Regions from separate parts of the Pan troglodytes genome. Here regions 1 and 2 are each linked to region 3. A link is a contact called in public HiChIP or PLAC-seq data. All regions are on one chromosome and are shown on one strand. Each heading gives the region's core, a stretch centred on a gene start, on an enhancer-like site or on the middle of the called end of the contact. The rest is flanking DNA. Distances are from core to core; before and after follow the strand shown. Region 1 holds the start of TPD52L2 (TPD52 like 2). Region 2 holds the start of PRPF6 (pre-mRNA processing factor 6). Region 3 holds the start of PTK6 (protein tyrosine kinase 6).

Evidence for each region. HiChIP or PLAC-seq counts read pairs in DNA pulled down with a chosen protein or histone mark.
Region 1: an H3K4me3 HiChIP or PLAC-seq map of stem cell-derived excitatory neurons shows a contact between it and region 3, with 16 times the contacts expected there. The contact joins the promoter of TPD52L2 here to the promoter of PTK6 in region 3. A contact is called at or near these places in 1 of 7 Hi-C or Micro-C datasets (stem cell-derived neural progenitor cells) and 1 of 1 datasets of contacts at active chromatin or transcription factors (stem cell-derived excitatory neurons).
Region 2: a contact with region 3 is called in an H3K4me3 HiChIP or PLAC-seq map of stem cell-derived excitatory neurons, with 11 times the contacts expected there. The contact joins the promoter of PRPF6 here to the promoter of PTK6 in region 3. A contact is called at or near these places in 1 of 7 Hi-C or Micro-C datasets (stem cell-derived neural progenitor cells) and 1 of 1 datasets of contacts at active chromatin or transcription factors (stem cell-derived excitatory neurons).

What each region holds. Positions count from the first base shown.
Region 1 is chr21:70,204,760-70,209,322 of NHGRI_mPanTro3-v2.0_pri, forward strand. TPD52L2 (TPD52 like 2) reads left to right here and starts at 1,877. Exons shown (of 6, transcript XM_009437664.3): 1 at 1,877-2,082. The coding sequence starts at 2,064.
Region 2 is chr21:70,325,890-70,330,374 of NHGRI_mPanTro3-v2.0_pri, forward strand. PRPF6 (pre-mRNA processing factor 6) reads left to right here and starts at 1,758. Exons shown (of 21, transcript XM_016938284.4): 1 at 1,758-2,083; 2 at 3,852-4,020. The coding sequence starts at 2,013. SAMD10 (sterile alpha motif domain containing 10) reads right to left here and starts at 436. Exons shown (of 5, transcript NM_001251908.1): 1 at 177-436. The coding sequence starts at 267.
Region 3 is chr21:69,874,361-69,879,169 of NHGRI_mPanTro3-v2.0_pri, forward strand. It overlaps PTK6 (protein tyrosine kinase 6), which reads right to left and starts at 2,036. Exons shown (of 8, transcript XM_016938334.4): 1 at 809-2,036. The coding sequence starts at 1,236. SRMS (src-related kinase lacking C-terminal regulatory tyrosine and N-terminal myristylation sites) reads right to left here. Exons shown (of 8, transcript XM_024352155.2): 8 at 2,155-4,809. The coding sequence ends at 4,653.

The DNA.
Region 1 (4,563 bases), core at 627-3,126, 330 kb after region 3:
AAAAGGATGATGGGAACGGGGCTGTGGGGTCCCAGGGAGGAGCCCTTCACCTGGCCTGGGTTACAGGATGGCTCCTGGGAACACAATGCCAGCTGTGTGCTGAGAGTCTGTGCAAGCTGCTCCCGTGAAAAGGAGGACATTGGCATGGCAGGGCTGTGGGCAGGTCTTAGTGGCTGGACATTCCCAGGAGTTCGCACTGGCTATCATTCTGTAGGGCTCCCTCCCACCTCCAAACTCCTGGCTTCTACACCAGGGCATTCACAGACAGATTGCAGACTCACATGGTGGCATGTGAGGCTACAGATACACTTGCACAGGCCAGAGGATACTACTGCGCGTCCTCTGGAGCCAGGCCTGGGCTGGACTTTGTTCCTGGCTTAGGGATGCAACACAGAATGGGACAAGGCTCTGCTCACAATGGTCTGTAATGTCACATCTCTGTGGTCTGCCCTGAACTGCCTGAAGCAGGGACTATTGTCCCTACATGTCCCTAGTCCCTGGGCTGGCCTGGTTGGGTTGAGCAAGAATCTCTGGAAAGAATGAAAGGCAGCAAATGGAGAAAACATTACTGAGAGCACCAGAGCAGGATAAGGCCGTGGTGGTAAAGGACTCGGGCCTGTGCAAGAGTACCAGGAAGACACCTGTGGGAGGAGGTGGCCGGGTGAAGGAAGGGGCAGTGGGAGGAGCTTCCATGCCTAGGGACCAGTACCACCCCAGGCTGGAAGCCCAGAGTGGAGTCCTAGGACATCAGATCCTAAAGGGCTTGAATACCGTTTAAGGCTTTTCTTCCGGGAGCAAGTAGGCGCCAAAGAAGGGAAGTTGTGGGACTTGTTTTCATGGGGCCAGTTGCCTGGTGGTTACGCGCCTCTCCTCTGAAGTCAGGCATCCTGTTCCAGAGTATCCTGGTTGCGCTTCAACTTGCGGAGTGACCTGGGGTAAGTGACTTTAACCTCAGCTTCCTCATCTGTGGAGTGGGGAGGGCGCAGCGCTGGTCGCCCTGAACAGGAAGTGAGACAACCTCGGGGTGCACACGCGCAGGCCCGAGCCGCAGGGTCCACGCCCGAGGCGAGGCGGCAGCGGCGCCTGCAGGGCGAGGGGACGAATCGCGATCTTTTTCAGCGTAACCCGCATACAATAAAAAGTCCCCATGAAAAGGACAAACTAGCCAGGCGTGAGGGGCGGTGACTCACGCCTGTAATCCCAGCATTTTAGGAGGCCGAGGCGGGTGGATCACCTAAGGTCAGGAGTTCGAGACCAGCCTGGCCAACGTGGCGAAACCCCCGTCTCTACTAAAAATACGAAAATTAGCCGGACGTGTTGGCGCGCGCCTGTAATTCCAGCTACTCGGGAGGCTGAGGCTGGAGAATCGCTTGAACCCGGAGGGCAGAGATTGGAGTGAGCTGAGATCGCGCCATTGCACTCCAGCCTGGGCAACAAGAGTGAAACTCCGTCTCAAAAACAAACAAACAAAAAAGGACCAACTAAAAAAAGAATATAAATACAATAAATAACAGGACTTACGGGGGCAGGCTGACCCCTAAAGTAAGGGGTCGGGCTGGAAAGGATCTCAAGGGGTCAGAGTTTGAGCCGCCGAGGCGCGCGAGCCCCAGCACTCCTAGGCAGCTGCATCCGCCCCGGAAGATCCCCTGGGGCCCTGCGCTGGCTTTCCACAGCGCCATGTTGGACGGTCCTCCCACTTCCCACCTTCTCCGTCCTCCCGCTACTCTGACCGTTCTACCTGTGATTCTCGCTGGTGGAGTCAACCTGGAATGGATTCCCGCCGAACCACGCCTCCCTTTCCTGGTTCGCCCGCAGTTTCGGCCTATCAGGTTGAGTCGGGTAAATCAGGACGGGCCAAGCGACGCTCTCATTGGATATCACTCGTGGGGGCGGGAAGAAGGCGGAGCACGTGCCCGGGCGGAAGTAGCCGTCGCATCGCGGATTACGAAACGCCGCGGAGCTGAGGCAGTTCCGCTGGCTAGTGTGTACGCGGCGAGCTTCTCCCGGCGCCGCCCGCTCGGCTCCCATAGCGCCCGCGACAGCGGTCCGGACGCCGCCCGAACATGGACTCCGCCGGCCAAGGTACCTGCCGGGCCCGGCCCCTTCGCCGCAGATGGGCCCAGGCTGCCCGTTGTTCTCCGTCTCCCGGGGTCGCGTCTGCGACTCTCTGTCCTCTCGGGTCTCTGTTCACCCACCCCGCGGCCCCTCTTCAGCTCTCGGGCCACTGACCTCGAAGCTTATGATGGTCGTGGTGTGTGTCTTTTGCCCGCGGCCCAGACCGCTTCCTGGGCTCTCTCCAGCCGCCCTCCTGGTCTCCCCTGGGACCGTTCCGAGGTGTGGTTCCCTGGCGCCCGCCGTTGCTCCCGTAGTTTGGGTTCTCTCGCTCCCAGCAGGTCTCGCTTATGCCGCCCACCCCGTGCCCTGCTCTTGCTTGCTCTGCCACCCCCCGGTCCCTGCGCGGGGCCCTCGGGTTCACGCTGTCTGGCCCTGGACCCAGTCCGAGGTGTTGAGGGCGGCTCCCGAGCAGAGAAGGGGTCTTCGCGTTCAGCAGAGCTCCCCTTGGGCAGCAACTCTGCTCGGAGCTCAGCCTGCTTAGGGGTTGCCTCATGGAGAGGGGGTGGAGTGAGTCAGGGGCACACCCAGCATACCAGGCCTGTTTCCAGAACAGTCGCCCCAGAGCAGTATGAGATGGCCACTGAGGGGCGTGGAGCGAGCCCAGGAGATTGAAATCTTGAGAAGATGATAAAAGTCTGCCTTCCATTTTGGGGCTCTAGAGAGGGATGCTAAATTTCTTTCTTTCTTTATTTTTTTGAGACGGAGTCTTGCTCTGACGCCAGGCTGGAGTGCAGTGGCGCGATCTCAGCTCATTGCAACCTCGACCTCCCGGGTTCAAGCGATTCTGCTGCCTCAGCCTCCTGAGTAGCTGGGACTACAGGCACGCGCCACCAGGCCCAGCTAATTTTTGTATTTTTAGTAGAGGCAGGGTTTCACCATGTTGCTCAGCATGGTCTCGATCTCTTGACCTTGTGATCCGCCCGCCTCAGCCTCCCAAAGTGCTGGGATTACAGGCGTGAGCCACTGTGCCCGGCTACATATTAAGCTTTATAATTCCTAGGTGCTGCATTATTCTGGAGGGTGTTTTTTGTTTTGTTTGTTTTTGTTTTTTTGAGATGGAGTCTCACTCTGTCGCCCAGGCTGGAGCGCAGTGGCTAGATCTCGGCTCACTGCAAGCTCCGCCTCCCGGGTTCACTGCCATTCTCCTGCTTCAGCCTCCCAACTAGCTGGGACTACAGGCGTCCGCCATCATGCCCGGCTAATTTTTTGTATCTTTAGTGGAGACGGGGTTTCACTGTTGGCCATGACGGTCTTGATACCCTGACCTCGTGATCTGCTTACCTCGGCCTCCCAAAGTGCTGGGATTACAGGCGTGAGCCACGGCGCCTGGCCTTTTTTTTTTTTTTTTTTTTTTTAATTTTATTTTGGGGGACAGCGTCTCTCTCTGTCTCCCAGGCTGGAGTGCAGTGGTGCAATCATAGCTTACTGCAATCTTCACCTCCTGGGCTCAAGCGATCTTCCTGCGTCAACCTCCCAGGTAGCTGGGACTATAAGACTACAGGCGCACCATGCCAGGTTAATTGGTCTTTCTACTTTTTTTTTTTTTTTTTTGAGACGGATTTTCGCTCTTGTTGCCCACGCTGCAGTACAATGGCGCGATCATGGCTTCCCGCAACCTCTGCCTTCTGGGTTCAAGCGATTCTCCTGCCTCAGCCTCCCGTGTAGCTGGCATTACAGGCGTGCGCCACCATGCCCGGCTAATTTTGTATTTTTAGTAGAGATGGAGGTTTCTCCATGTTGGTCAAGCTGGTCTCGAACTTCTGACCTCAGGTGATCTGCCCGCCTAGGCCTCCAAAAGTGCTGGGATTACAGGTGTGAGCCATTGTGCCCAGCCTCATTTGTCTTTTTTTAAATAGAAGAGAAAGGCTGGGCTCGGTGGCTTACGCCTGTAATTCTAACATATTGGGAGGCCGAGGCCAGTGGCTCACTTGAGGTCAGGAGTTTGAGACCAGCCTGACCAACGTGCCAATACCCCGTCTCTACTAAAAATAAAAAAATTAGCCGGGCATGGTGGTGTGCTCCTGTAGTCCCAGCTACTTGGGAGGCTGAGGCAGGAGAATCGATTGAACCCAGGAGGTGGAGGTTGCAGTGAGCGGAGATCGTGCCACTGCACTCCAGCCTGGGCGACAGAGTAAGACTTGTCTAAAAAAAAAAAAAAAAAAAAGAGAATCAGTGGATAAAAAAGTGGATACGCTTCGTTTAGTAAGCGTTTGTCGAGCGCCAAGGAAGTGCACACGGCTCCGGTCCTATGGGACATTTGAAGGGAGTGAGATGCAGCCAGCTTTTAAGAAGAGTATCTTTGTTAAGTGCATTTAATCTGGTTTCTTTGTGTTGTCTTTTAAAAGGCATAGTTTTTTTTTCTTTTTCTTTTCTTTTTTTTTTTTTGAGACAGTCTCAAAAAAAAAAGAGACGGGGTTTCACCATATTGGCCAGGCTGGTCTTGAACTC
Region 2 (4,485 bases), core at 508-3,007, 450 kb after region 3:
CTGGCTGCCCCCTAAAGCAGGACAAAGGCTACGGGACCCCGTTGAGCCGGGACCTCCGCCGAATACCCCCAGCCACCGCCGCTCGAAGCCCGCCGGGTCCCGCCCCGCCCCCGTGCCTCTGGGTCCCTGAGACCCCCGCCCGAGAAATCCCCGCTCCCCAGTCCAGCCCCGCTCACCGTCCACATCCCGGCGCTCCCCGAAGCCCGCGCGCACGGCCCCGGCGCGGCCACGCGGGGGGCTCAGCTTGGACCTCAGCTCGGTGAACATGGGGCCCGCGGGTGCCAGGCCCGCGCACACGCCCCTCGCCGAGTGCAGGGCGGCCGGTGTGGCCGGCGGGGAACGCGCGCCGCCGCCCCGCCCCGCCCCAGCCGGCCCCGCGCCCGAGCCGGTCCCCGCGGCCCGCGAGTGTGCGCGGCGAGGCACCTGCCGCCGAGCCCTGTGTGCCGGGCGCGCTCCGGGAGCTCCGAGGTGTGTCGGCGGCGCGCGGGCCTGCGTGCGCCAAGGCTGTCCGCCAGGGCGAGGGGCGTCCGTGCGCCCCTGGGCACGGCTCCGCGGAGGAGAGTCCCCGTGCACCTGCCGGGCGTCCTCTGAGGTCGGGCCCCTCTGTGCGTGGGGGTGGGCTGAGGGGCATCTTACAGGGGCCTTCTACCTACCGGGGCCAGGACAAGGGGCAGGTCAACCCCTCCCACACACTTTCCTCGGTCTCCTACGTCTTTACTCGCCCTCAAATAGGCACCCGCTTCCCCGGAGAAACCAGCTTGACTCTTGCTTACCGCCCACCCCACTGTGAACATCAGGGTGGTTCTCCCTTCCCTCTGCAGCCCCAGAACCTGGCTCAGTGCCCGGGGGAGAGGGGGCGGTACAGTGCTCTGTAACTGAAAGGGGCTTGCCTGGAGATGGGGCAGAGGGGAACTCCAAGGAGGCTGTAGCAGGCCGGAGCGGTGTGTTTGCTCCAGGAGTCCAGTGAGAAGTGCTGAGATGGGGCTGGGCTAGGGAACTGTGGTTGCCTGGTGCAGCAGCAGGCCAGGCTTGCAACCAGCTATTCGGCTTGCTCTGCCCAGGAGCCTGGGTGCTCTCCCTGGGTGTATGTAGGGGCTCTGGAGGATGTCTTACAGCAGGAGGACCAGAGATGCACACAGACATGTAGAAATGCATGCACAGAGTACAGTCATGCACTTGCACCCAAAACACGAGCACACGTGACCTCTGTGCACACACCCCACTAATCACACACAGAGAATTCACCCACATGCTTGACAGCCATGTTCATGTACTGACGTGTTCCCGACAGCTCAGCTGCGGTTATTTATTTCGTCAATTAGCTCTCCAGGAGCTAAGGATGTGGCCCTCACCAGAATGTCCAAGGCATGTTGGCGGGCGTGGGTGGGGTCTCTAGTCCCACTGGAGGGACAGATGCCTGAATGGGGGTTCAAGAATATGAGTGCTAAAAGCGTAGGGCAGCAGTGTGCCCATAACCAGTACACACAAGCTCTACACAACTGGACAGGGTACAGCTCTGCTCGGACAGGGCGCACCAGGGGCGAGGGCGGGCAGCTGGGCTGGTTCAGAGGGAGGGGGCCATGGGTTCAGAGGGAGGGGACCATGGGTCCTACCCTCACAGACAGGTCTCGGGACTGCATCAGAGCACTCGGGAAGCAGCAATGCCCCAGGCTGTTTTTAGCCCCCAGGGGCCAGTTAGGGTCCCAGTGCAAGCTCGACCTAGCTTCTTCCGCCTCTCCACGAGGAGGCGCTCCCGCGCACGCGCCTGCCACGTTCCTGCCCCCTAGCCGCGGCCGGAAGTCGTCGAACCAGCACGTCGGGACTTCCGCCCAGGGAATCGAAAGTGGGCGGGGCGTGTGCGGACTGAGCGCTCTGCTTCCGGGGCGCGGGTGACGCGACGACGGCGACACTTTGCTACGGAGTGCATCGGACGTCGAAGCCTAGAGTCTCTGCGTCTTTCCCTCTTCCGCTCCTCATTCCTTTCCTTCCTAGCCTTGGTCGTCGCCGCCACCATGAACAAGAAGAAGAAACCGTTCCTAGGGATGCCCGCGCCACTCGGCTACGTGCCGGGGCTGGGCCGGGGGTGAGGCCTGGGGGCGGCGCGCGAGGGGCGGGGACCCGGCTACAGGAGCGCAGTGCGCGTGTTTGGGGGCGGGGGTCTATGGCCGCGCAGTCTGAAAGACGCTTGGTGGATCGGCTTAATCCCTGCAGGAAGCAACGGGCTTTGGGGTCAGGACATACATGTGTGTGCATCCTGCTTGCCGCCTAGATGTGACACATTGACTCTCAGCCCAGTGTTTTGGTCTGTAAGATGGGTAATGCTGTATGCGGTCTGCAGTGAGGAGTAGAGGAATCTGATGTTAGTGGAAACACGGGACCACCTTCCTCAGGTCGGGCTGACACCCCCCCCCGCCCGCCCGCCCCGCCTTAAGCGTGCCTGGGTCCTCTATGCCTGCAACACAGATGACCACCGTACGTTGCTGGATAAGTGAGCAGTCGTTATTATCCTATTTGGCTATTCATTTGATGAGGAACACTACTGGGTTTTTCTTGGTGGTGGTATTATATTAGAATCTGTGGGGCACACACAAGGCTCCGATATTGACAGCATCTTCAGAGGACCCGAAGCTCACTAAGGAGGATTTGGTATTACCATAAATAAGTACGTAAAGAGGACCAGATTTAGAACCCAATGCTTAATGGAGAGTAGCATTGGAGCCAAGTTTAGTAAGAGAGCTGGACTTAGGGCTGTAGAAACGGTGACGATAGAAGAGAAACTGACATTCTGCGTGTGGGAGTTCAAAAAAAGTGAGGCAAGGAGGAAGCCCAGGGAACAGGAGGGAGTCCAGTGTGAGTGGAATGTACAGCGAATAGAATAGAGCTCAGGAGGTTGGAGGGGCCTTGAGCGTCAGGCTAGAGCTCCTGGAGACGTTAGAAAGATCATGACCCTTCAGAATTATTATTATTATTATTATTATTATTATTTTTTTTTTTTGAGACAAAGTCTTGCTCTGTCGCCCAAGCTGGAGTGCAATGGCGCGATCTCAGCTCCCTGCAATCTCTGCCCCCCGGGTTCAAGCAGTTCTCTGCCTCAGCCTCCTGAGTAACTGGGATTATAGGTGCCCGCTACCACGCCCGGCTAATTTTTGTATTTTTAGTAGAGACAGGGTTTCACCATGTTGGCCAGGGGGGTCTTGAACTCCTGACCTCATGATCCACCCGCCTCTGTCTCCCAAAGTGCTGGGACTACAGGCGTGAGCCACCGCGCCCGGCCCAGAATTTTTTACTCAGAGCTGTGTGTTGGGAAGAATCATCTGGCAGAGCATGGGTTGAAGTAGAGGAAGGCTAAAGGCAGGGAGAGGTAACTTGGTTTCCAGCTGTGATGGGAGTCATAGTCTGGGAAGGAGGGATTTTGAAAGTGGATTCATTAGTACTTGGGGACAGACAGGATGGGGAAAGTGGGAGAGGGAGGCAAAAATTACATCATGGTCCCATGGCATCTGGGACAGCTGTTATCGGCTGAAACACCCCAGAGCAGCTGTAAGGTGGGCACAGACGAGCTCAGTGTGGACCAAGTTGGGTTTAAGGGCCTGGTTGGATGTGGAGGGGGAGATGATCGAAGCCTTAGGGTGGAGAGAGATTGCCTTGGTAACATCATCAGGGTAGGCTGAAACCTTCAGGTAAGCAGAGAAGATCAGAAGTGTTTGAGACTGCAGTTCATTGTCACCAGGATCTTTGGAGGTTTCCCAAAGGTGTTAGAAAAAGAGGTGTTAGTAAGTGATAACCAGGGGTGGAGAAGAGCACAGGAACAGAGTTATTCAGACACCCGGTGTCTTGGGGGTCTCCTGCAGTGCCACTGGCTTCACCACGCGGTCAGACATTGGGCCCGCCCGTGATGCAAATGACCCTGTGGATGATCGCCATGCACCCCCAGGCAAGAGAACCGTTGGGGACCAGATGAAGAAAAACCAGGCTGCTGACGATGACGACGAGGATCTAAATGACACCAATTACGATGAGGTGAGTTGTGTCCGGCTTTCGTGGCTCCTCCAGCCAGTCTCTGGGAGCAGCTGACCTAACCAGTGTGTGTTGGTGTCTGTAATGAATGGCTTGGAGTGGCTCATGCATTTAAATTTTAGCTATTCATGGAACATCTTTACTGAGAGTGAGAGGGAGCAGGAAAAACACGGAGAAATGTGCACTTTTTGTCCCTCAGAAGAGATGTTCTTGCAGGTGTTAGGACCACTGCCTTGGCATTTCCTATTGGCCAGTCTTTTTTTTTTTTTTTGAGACGGACTTTCGCTCTTGTTGGCCAGGCTGGAGTGCAGGGGTGCGATCTCAGCTCACTGTGACCTCTGCCTCCCCAGTTCAAGCGATTCTCCTGCCTCAGCTTCCGAGTAACTGGGATTACAGGCATGCGCCACCATGCCTGGCTAATTTTGTATTTTTAGTAGAGACAGGGTTTCTCCATGTTGGTCAGGCTGG
Region 3 (4,809 bases), core at 786-3,285:
CACCCCTGTACCCCTGCTCACTAACGAGGTCGTGGGCCTGCACGTGACCCTGCTAACGAGGTCGTGGGTCTGCACATAATAGAGGGGTCTCCACCACGGGCCCCTGCCCAACGGCCTCTTTACAGCCTCCCCTGCTTGTTGCTTGGGTCCCCCAGGAGCTAACCCTACACAGCCTGTGACTCACGCACACACACAGTGGGTGCCCAATCAATGATGAGAAACGCGGGATCTCAGGAGTGTGACCCTCCTCGGCCTGAGCTCCGGGCAGTCGTGGAAGCCAAGGCCAGGCCACACCAGCTGCTGTCTGGTTCCCCGCAGGGCACAGCAGGCAGGAAGTTTGCCCGGCAGCCGGCCCGCTCCCCTAACTAGGTCGTGTGTCTGGTTCCGGCACTTTGGAAACTGGGCAAGCTTCAAGCTTCGTTTCCCCCAAAGGCCCTGGAACGCTCGACAGACCTTGTCACTGGCCACCGGGCCCCAGAAGTCCACCCTGGACCCTCTGTCCTCCCTGGGTCCCGGCAATGCAGCGTCCACCCCCGAGCTGTGACAAGGATGAGCCCAAGGCAGGGGCCGTGCCCTCTGACCCCCATGCTCCAACTCCCGCAGGGACAGTCCTGGGCACTCCTGGGCGCCAGCGCATGGGGCCTGCAGGGAGGACCAAGCGGGATGCCCAGCCTGGACTTTGGGGTACAGGAAGATGGAACCGGGGTCCCCACCTTCTTGGGCCTCCCTGAGCAGCCCAGAGCCCTGTCCCTCCCCTGTGCCTAGAGGGTGGCCTGTGCCAAAGCTCCCAGCAGCCTAGGACACGCACGGTTCCGACTCCACCGTCTCCCTCTCGGCCAGGTAGTTGTGGGGCACATAGCCCTGGGCCACGGCCCTACCCGCCTCGTCCAGCAGCGTGGCCCACCACCACTGCTCCTCCTTCCTGGCCACATGGAAGACGTCCCCAGCGCGGAAGCTCAGCTCCTCGTCCGTCCGGGACTTGAAGTCCCAGAGGCCCACATACTTGGGGCCCAGGTGAGCCTGGTCCCGGGACACCATGGCAGGCGGGCGCAGCGGCAGGACCAGGCTATAGCCCAGCTGGAGCACCCAGAGCTGGGCGTGGCAGGCGGGCCGTCCCACTTCCTCATGACAGGCCGGGAAGCAGCCACACCCAGCACCCACAGGCGCTCGAGAGCACCCCGGCTCCTCCTGAGGGCCCAGCCGGCCCCACAAGTTCTCAGGCCCACTGGGGCCCATCCGAGCACTTAGCGCCCGAACTATGGGAACCCACTGGGGAAGCACCGCCAGGGCCGGCCTGAGCGCAGGAGAGGGGGAGGAGGACCCCCGGTTGGGGCTTCTCGGGGGTCCAACTTATGGACACTCAGGCACTCAGGGAAGCCAACGGCCCCCTGGGAACAAGCCTCGCAGCCTGAGGGCAGGAAGGTGAGGGCTGCAGGCGCTGCCTTCCCAACCGTCAGAGCTGCGGGGGCACAGGTGGGGGCCGCCTCTCTCCCCGCTTCCGGAAGCTTCCCCTCCACCCGTCGGTGCCCTCACCCAGCCCCAGACTCCACCCCTGAGCGCAGGGCCCAATGTCAGGAGCTGCTGTGGGCAGGCGTCCTGAGAGCGGCCTCATGGGCAGGCCCGCCCTCGGGTAAGGGCCAAGCAGGGAAGAGGGAGTGGAATCAGGGCAGCGACAGCTGTGTGGGTCAGCCCGGAGGACTTCCTGGAAGAGGAGGGCCCGAGGGTTTTGGGGGATCCCCGGGGAGGCAGAGCCAGGGGCACCCGCGGTTGAAGAAACGGGCACTGCCTTCCTCCACACGGACGCCAGGGGGCAGGCAAGGACCGTGAGTGCGGCCTGGAAGCGCCCACGGCGCTGGGGCCCAAGGCCACAGGTCCCTCCCAGGCAGCCCCTCCTGCCTGCAGCCTCTGCCTCCTCCTGCCCAGCCCGCAGGACCCCTGCCCCCTTCCAGCTGGCCTCCCTTCTCCCGACTCATGCCTGAGTGAGCCCTGCCGTGACCCCCACCTGCACCCGACGGCCACCTGCCCCCCAGCCCCTGAGACTCGGGACACCCCCTCCCTGAAGGCCCCTCCCCGCCCCACCCTCCCACTGACTCTACTGTGTCCACCCGGGAGCTCCAACCCAGGGACCTGGACTGGCAGCCACAAGGGGGCAGGAAGGGGTGGGAAGGGAAACTCAAAGTCTGCAAGGAGTGGTAGGGAAAGTCCCTAAACTGCGTATTTGAACTTTTATTTTTATTGCAAAGAGAAATAATGGCACCTTCCACTCATTGTTTTGAGATTAAGAACAATAATCTGGGTTATTTAACAGGTTCATAGATTTCTGGGCAGCCCAGCTCAGCACTGACCAAGGTGGGGAGGGGCAGCGGGGTGCCGGCCTGGGCAGTGTCCCTCTGGCCCTCCCAGCTCTGTCTGGGGTCGGTCGGGGAGGATGCAGGGGGAGGGGTGGGGGGTGGGGAATGCGGAAGGAGGGCGCCGGGGCATCTGGCCGGGCAGCGTCCCTCAGAGCCCACCAGCTCTGACACCGCCCCGGTGTACTCGAGCCTGGGACTCTGGGCCCGTGAGTCTATGTCCAGGAAGCCTCGAGTATCCCTGAGTTCGGACGTGCAGGACGTTCAGTCTAAGCCACACCAGGAGGCAGGAACGTCCCCGGCCCCTCCCAGATACCCAGGAGCACCAAACCTGTTCAGCTGGTGGCTGGCGAGATGCCTAGGAGGGCACAGGTGCCACAGACACACCTGGTTCCCTTAACCCCAGTGGCGGCTGCAGAAAGCACAGAGGGCGAGGCCGTCTGTGCCAGAGGAGCCCCCAGGCTGCTGTGCTGGGGACCTGCCAGAACCGGAAGCTCAGCTCAAGGCCTCAGTGGGCCCAGGTACCAGAGCCAGCCCCTCCCCTAGGTTCTCCCATGCAGATGGAGCTGGGCAGGTGGCCAGGGTCCCAAAGGCTCAGATAAAGCCTCTTGCCTCCACCATCTGCAGGGGTCCTGGTTCCTGCTGCTTCCCTCCGCTTGGCCTTGCTCCTTCTATGCACAGGCCCCAGGAAGCCCCTGCGCTGCCTCCGTTCTCGGAGCCTCCGAGTGGCCTCTTCCCTCCCCGGGGCCACCTGTCTCTGCACACGGGAGTCTCATCTCTTAGCTTCCTCCTGAGCCAGCCTTTGGCCGGGGCCTGTGGACGGCGGCCATCAGCACTTCGGCTCAGCAGGTACAGAGCTGACCCCAACTCTAGGGGACAAGGACTCAGTCAGGCCTGAACTTGTCTCCAAACTTTCCATCCCCGAAAGCCTTCTGGGCACAGCTGCCAACCTGGGCTCCCAGGAGGGTGGGGGGCAGGGTCTCCGGGGGCCACAAACAGACCCCGCCGGCCCCCTTGCTTCTTGACGTGTTTCACGAAGACCTGAGCAGAAGCTTCCCTGAGCCAGACGTGGGGAGACGAGGGCCGACCCTGCACATCCCTGCCCCCTCCTGCCTTGGTGACCCCCGAGGACTCACACCCAGAGGCTTTCTGAGCCACTTGCTGCCCAGCATACCATGGCATCTACCTCCGAGCCCCCAACCGACCCTGCCTGACCCTGCACAGGCAGAAGACTCCAAATCCCCCACGGCCCACCCTGAGGCCCCTGGAAATAGCCTCCAAGGGCAGCTCCCAGGTCACCAAGCCTCCCGGCCCACCCTTCCTGTGCCACCTGGAACCCGCCCAGGGAGATGGAATCGGCAGCTCCTGCCAATGCCCTTGGGGCTCACGCTGTCTGGGCACCATGATGTCCTGGGCTGGGGGTCTAGGCGGCATGGGGGCCGCTCCAACCTGCATTTTCTAGCCACGTGGACCCCTACGCTCCAGCTCCTGGGTCTGGGTTTGGGGGGCTGAGCCTGTGTGTGATGTGCGCCTGTGTGCGTGTCTGAGTGGGTCAGTCTCGGCTTACTGAGTGCTGTGTGCGTGAGTGGGTTTGTGCACAGGCCGCCAGCGTGTCTGTGAGGGGCAGGTGACGGTGCCACCCCGTGCCTACATACCACACACCCAGTGGGGTCAACACCACAGTCTGCCTGGGAGCCAGCACTGGTCACTTCCAAAAACCCAAGCTGGGACTAGGGAGAGAACTGGGCCTTTGGCTCTTCACCCTGGGAGGGAGTCCAAGGGACCCAGGCAGGAGACACACAGGGCTCAGGGTTCCCCGCCCAGAGCCTCCGAGGCTTCTACCCACCCTCCTGTGCTGTTGTCTCTCTTGAGATGCCAGAGACACGAGTCACACTGCACGGGGAACGTCAGCCCCAGCCCTCCGTCTGCACGAGTCACACTGCACGGGGGACGTCAGCCCCAGCCCTCCGTCTGCACGAGTCACACTGCACGGGGGACGTCAGCCCCAGCCCTCCGTCTGCACGAGTCACACTGCACGGGGGACGTCAGCCCCAGCCCTCCGTCTGCACGAGTCACACTGCACGGGGGACGTCAGCCCCAGCCCTCCGTCTGCACGAGTCACACTGCACGGGGAACGTCAGCCCCAGCCCTCTGTCTGCACGTCTGCCTGGTGCACGAACACGTGTGCACGCCAGGGCCTGAGGCCCACAGCCAGAGGCTCCTCGGTCCGGCAGACCGGCATCCCTTCGAGTTGGCGCTCTGCAGGGACGAGGGGCTGGCCTGGCTGGAGCGCAGAGCGTTGGGTCACGTGAGGACTCGGGGGTGGCATCTGTGGATGGCGTGCAGCTTCTCCCGCAGCGTGGCGAAGGAGGGCCGTTCCTCGGGGCTGCTCCTCCAGCACTCCAGCATGAGCACGTAGACCTCCGCCGGGCAGGCAGCCGGGCGCGGCAGCCGGTACCCT